Linked DNA regions of Rattus norvegicus: region 1 is linked to region 2. The links are chromatin contacts, called in public HiChIP or PLAC-seq maps. All regions are on one chromosome and are shown on one strand. Each heading gives the region's core, a stretch centred on a gene start, on an enhancer-like site or on the middle of the called end of the contact. The rest is flanking DNA. Distances are from core to core; before and after follow the strand shown.

Region 1 (2,700 bases), core at 141-2,640, 670 kb after region 2:
ACGAGGGTCATGGCAGAAAAGGGTGTAAATTGGCATTGCATACATAATTCAATATTGCATAAAGTTATGTGCAACATACAATTCGATGTTGCTTATTTCATGATGTACGTAATTCAAAAAAAATGTGTAAAACTGAATAAAAGAAGGTAATGAGAGAGTAACCCCAGGGAGAGGGAGCATCCGTATCCATGGCAACGTGATGAGATTGTTCTCGTTTGAAGTAATTTTCAAAAGAGGGTACCAGTAGCGTTACCAGCTTCACATTAATAAGGTTAGTCTGGCACTGTTGGGAAAGAAAATTCGAAGTCAAAACTGGAGTCAGGACACAGGTAGTGAGGCCAGTTCCCGCGTAAGAAAGACTGGCAGGTTGCCTTAGGTAACCGTAATGGATAGGCTTTGCACTAGGGACATTAAAGATAGGTTTGGTAAAACCCTGCAGGGATGGAGGTAGCTTAAATCAAGATAGGTTTAGAGGAGGGGATTTTGAGGGTTTTTTTGAATGACAAACTCAGCAGCTCAACATGCAGGCTTTATATTGGTGACATTTCCCGTGGTCTCCTCATTGCATTTTGAGACCCTGACGAGATGTGTTTTGTTAGGTCTGATACCAGTCAGAACGGAAAAGCTGGCCTCCGGACAATCACGCAATACTGTCGCCATACAAAGGAGCCACAGGTTGTGTGGGAGGGCAGCAGCCGAAAATGGCGTCTGATTCTGAGGGAAATGATGCACCTCGTATTTTTCCACTCTGGGTGACTCACAAGCCCAAGATGGCGCCTGAAGCGGAAGTGAGGGGGCGTTGGAAAGTAAATGTGGCGTAATCCCTTTTCCACACTGTAAACTCGGGCGCCTGAGGATTTGTCTGCAGCAGGGATCCCCATTCACATTTAAAGGCGCGTCTCATTTTGTGGGGTGACGAGTCTTTCTCGGCTGTGCTGCCTCATTCGCTCACTCGCCCATCCATCCATCCATCCATCCATCCATCCATCCATCCATCCATCCATCCATCCATCCATCCACTCGTTCCCGTATCTACGCCGGACGCGTCACCTCCCACCTATGTCCCCCCCCCCCCCACACACACACACACACTCTCCTTCAAGCTCTGAGTGACCGCGCTTTGCCCGCGGCGAGAGCCGACAGGTTTCACTAGCGGGAGACGTGCACTCGGGACTCGCTTCCGGCGCTGAGGGCGGAACTCAGCCTCCGGCCGGGTGCGCGCGCCCGCCGGACCCCGGAAACGCGCTCCGGAGGCTGGGTAGGGGGCGTGGCCGTGGTCAGGCTGGCATCTTCTGCCCGGCGACTCAGTTACCTAGGTAACAGCGGCAGAGGCGGGCCTGACGTCACGGGCGGCGCGCCTCCCGCACTGCGACACTGGGCTGACTGGACAGCGTGCGTGGCCAGCGGTCGAGCGGGTTGAGCTGCTGCTTCCCTAGCCCTTGCCTGGGCGCAGGGAGCCGCTTCGCGTCGTCCGGCTGTCTCTCCTTTCCGTGAGTATCCGGCAGGCGCACTGTAGTGGGGGCCGAGGCCTTCCCTGTCCCTGGGGGGGACGGCGATGAGACTGTCGAAGACCCGGGGATGCGCAAAGGGACTCCCGGAGGCTTTTGGATGCTCGCAAGCGGGCTGCTGGAGGCGGGGGATGCCCGCGAGTGGCCTCTCTTTTGCTTGTCCCGGCTGCCTTGCACAGTGCTCTGACCGACAGACACAGCCTTCGCCTTCCCATCGGGGTTCAGGGGCTTAAATGCCCCTCGAGCTGCTGCGTGTTTCCTTGTAGATTGACAGTCAGGTGCGCAGTGACAGGCTGTCTTCATTACATCTAAGTACAGTAATTGATTACGTTTCAATTGTAGGCTCATCCCAATGCCTAAAGCCCCCCGAAACGGAGGCTATCCGGGAATCTACTAAATGGTAAATTCTGCCTTTATTGTAACTGTGTAAACGTCGTAGAAACGTTTCCTCTGTGATTTTGTTTTGTTTCGTTAAAGCAAAAAGATGCCAGCAAGTATTTCACCTGTTGCGTAACCAATTACTTGCGCTCTCGGGAGAAGAAAAGGGAATATTTAAAAGGATATTTGCAGCAAATTCAAATGCAAAAAGAATTTTTAGCAATATTTACAATATTATTTATTTATGGGACTATGACAGATTTATTGATTGAATTACACAAACATGGCTTTTTGTTCTTTTTCTTTTGTTATGAAAATTTGCTACAGAATCCTTGTCTAAGTGTGCCCACTTCTTTTCTTTTTTTTTTGCATTGATGTGTAAGCACATACTCCATGTTTTTCAGAAGGGGGGAGGAAACGTAATCCAGTTAATTTTTCTGCGCAGTCTCTCTAAGAACCTCCCATGTTTTTGATGGAAAGACTTTTGATGAATATAGTGATGTCTAATACTGTGCATGCTAATTTTTTAAAAAATTGTTTTGTAAAATGACATCTACAAAATTAGGGATGTTTTATTAAATATAATCTAAATACACATTATAAAATTATACAATATAAATTATGGTGATGTCATTAATCAGATATAAGTTACTAATTACTGTGTTTTCTGTAGTATGCATTAACATTAAAATGATTCTTTCGTTGTGATGTTATCATTAAATATTACTGTTTACTCAGTTATACCTCAAAATTTCAAATATTACATCATTAACTATACATTTAATATTTTATTTCTTATCTATTTGTTAAATGG
Region 2 (2,760 bases), core at 42-2,541:
CTGTGGTTGAGCAATTATGTAGCATATACCAGGCAGGTCTGGGGTTCAATCCCCAGCCCAGGGGATTCATGCCTTAGGTGAAAAGGTCACTTTTCAACACTTACTAAAATTGCACATGACTTAGTAGCTGCAAAATGATTAATTTTGGTGTCTTGAATAGATTAAGAGGTATTGGCACCTGCTGTCTCATTAATGTAGAGTTGCGATGCCTTTTTGTTTCATTTAAATACAGTTCACCTACTTGACAAATATTTTCTGAGCTCCCACCTAATGCTTTGGACCTACCAGGGTCCAGTGTACTCCACAGATCGTAGCTTTTACCTTTAGAGTGGGGCTGGGTGCAGAGCAGATAGCCCAATTAAAATACAATAAAAAACTACAATTCATTGGAAAGTCAGATACTTCCGCTGTGTGCTGATCTGGATTGTGAGGGCAGACCGCCCTGAACAGGGTTAAAGATCAGAATCAAACTCTAATGCTGAACTTAACTGACAGGCTGCAAATGGCAACTCTGAAGCCCCTCAAGGAATTTAACGTTGTCCCATAACATCAAACCGTAATAACGGTTTTACTAAGTAGTCCCGCTTTGATAAAAACAGCTTGAAGGTCTGCAATTTGCTTCAAATCAATCCTGGCTTGCTTATTTATGATTCTGGTAGGTCCAGTTAGGGTGTGAGGTTTCCGGATAGGTGCCAACCTTGAGAAAGCCTCAGGGGCCAGGCTTCAGCGTCCGGGAAGCTAGGAGCTACCCCATGACGCAATCGCCCAGACGACAAGTCTCAGGACCGGCCAGGAGGCCGAGTTAACAGGAAGCGACTCGGGACTCGGCCGAATCGGTACAGGGCGTTTAGCCCTTTAACAGTCGGGCAAGGCGTCGGAGGAACGCGGCGCTTCCGGGCGGACGCAGTTGCGTCGTTGGTTTTCCGGCCGGTTTCCTCAGTGAGTGCTCCTGACGTGCTCTGGGCCGCCGTCTCTGAATGACCCCGGCTCGTTAAGTGCAGTTCACAAGAAGGGCGACACTTTAAATTCCTTGGGACAAGAAGTCTCTTTAGGACAAGGCCGAGAAGTCAGCACCTAAGAGCGGCCCTTCGAGGCCCTTCGGCTCCCGGCCGGGCCCTGGCCCCTACCCCTGCCGGCTACATCTTCTCGCGAGACCAGCCACGCGACTTCCCAGAAAGCCTTGGGCTACAGCTCAACAGCGGTTCTAGAGCCGCGCCTGGGCGGGAGGGTGGGAGGGGCCTGCCTAGATATTTAGCGGCACTGAAGGCCACGCCCCAAGTCGGAAGTGACGGAGCCGAGCTAGCGCGACGAGGCCACCTCTATGGTCTTCCTCTCCTTCTGGAGTCGGGAAATGGCCGCTGTGTAGTTACAGCGGAGGTAAATCCTGAGAATCGTGCTTCGGCGTGTCAGGTAGGCCTTGCGCTGCATTCCAGTCACTCAAAAGAAAAAAGTCGAGGAGACAGGACCGTTGGGTGTTGAGAACTCTCGTGCGTGGTGACGGGTCGGCGGCGAGAAAGGAGACTCCCCCCCCACCCCCCCACCTCGGAGCCGTTACTTGTGCGTTTTCATCGTCACCTCCTCGGGTTTGGAAGGCGCCGCGGGCCGCAGGGGTGGGGGATGGGGAGCTGGCGCGAAGAGCGGGCCTGGCTGCGAATCTGGCTCGGGTTCCGGAGACCGTGAGGCCTTCGCGTGCGCTTGTGCATGCGCGAACCTCTCTCCAACCCTTCCCCCCACCGCTTCAGACGGGACTCCGGCGCGCGCCCGCTGTTGGGCTCTGCGCACGCGTGCTTTTTTCCTTTCTTTCCCTGCCCATGGCAACGCCGCCGCGTGTGTTGGCTTCGGAGCCGGCTTGTCGTTGGCCTTGGGGGAGGTGTCTTCCTTCCTGGCCTAACCTTTGGGGCTTGGACCTGCGGCAGTGTTAGGCGAGAGGATCAACCACGTAGTGCGTGGGAGTTATGCTGCCTTCCTCGCCTCTGTCGGTTTAGGCCCGGTTTAATCAGATGGAGGCTTTTGATCTGTTGCTTATAGCCGACCTGCCAGCACCTGGGTGTTGGCGCCAAAGTTTTTCGTTTTGCCTCCCTATCAGCTCACTCTGTCCTAGACGATCAGTCGGTGCGTAGTTACTGTTTCTAGCGGGATTCGGGTCTTATCGGGTGCGTCTGAGAAGGGCCCTTTCTCAGTAATCCGAGCGCTGACATACCATTTTTAGTAAGAGTTGGCACTCCTTAGAAATTCAGGATATTGGCAGCGGTGACTGGTGGGGTCGGAAGAGAAGTTGAGGTTATAGTTCTGTCACCCAGCGCTGGCCTCGAGTAGTGGGATAATAGTTTTTCGTCACTACTTCGGACCCCTCTGCGTTTTAAGGATTTGTTTTCTTGGTCTGGGGAGTGACCAGAATATTGGACTTCTGTATCCCAGACGAGCTTCTTGGGACCTAGTGGCTTCGGGTTCTCCATGTAGTTACGTGTTTGGGTTATGGATGTGCAAATTCATGCCTAACAGTTTTTAGGTTTAATAGTCAAAGTCGAGGAGCAGTACTTTCTACGTTTTTTTTTTTTTTAATTTCTCAACTAGAATTGAAAAGGAAAAAAGACAGAAACTGAAAGTGAATATACCTAAAACTGATGAAAACTGTTAGTCACTTCACAGATATCCTGTTGCTACAGCACATATATATTTTTCTTATATTAAAAGGGAAACGTAGAACAAAATGTCTTGTCCTCACTGTGAGCTTGCATTCTAGATTAGCCCTAACTGGAA

The links. HiChIP or PLAC-seq counts read pairs in DNA pulled down with a chosen protein or histone mark.
Region 1: a contact with region 2 is called in an H3K27ac HiChIP or PLAC-seq map of oligodendrocytes, with 12 times the contacts expected there. The contact joins the promoter of Ahi1 here to the promoter of Bclaf1 in region 2. A contact is called at or near these places in 2 of 12 Hi-C or Micro-C datasets (the A7r5 cell line and mammary epithelial cells) and 1 of 1 datasets of contacts at active chromatin or transcription factors (oligodendrocytes).

What each region holds. Positions count from the first base shown.
Region 1 is chr1:17,580,641-17,583,340 of GRCr8, forward strand. Ahi1 (Abelson helper integration site 1) reads left to right here and starts at 1,391. Exons shown (of 24, transcript NM_001002277.2): 1 at 1,391-1,490.
Region 2 is chr1:16,906,829-16,909,588 of GRCr8, forward strand. It overlaps Bclaf1 (BCL2-associated transcription factor 1), which reads left to right and starts at 1,292. Exons shown (of 13, transcript NM_001047852.2): 1 at 1,292-1,410.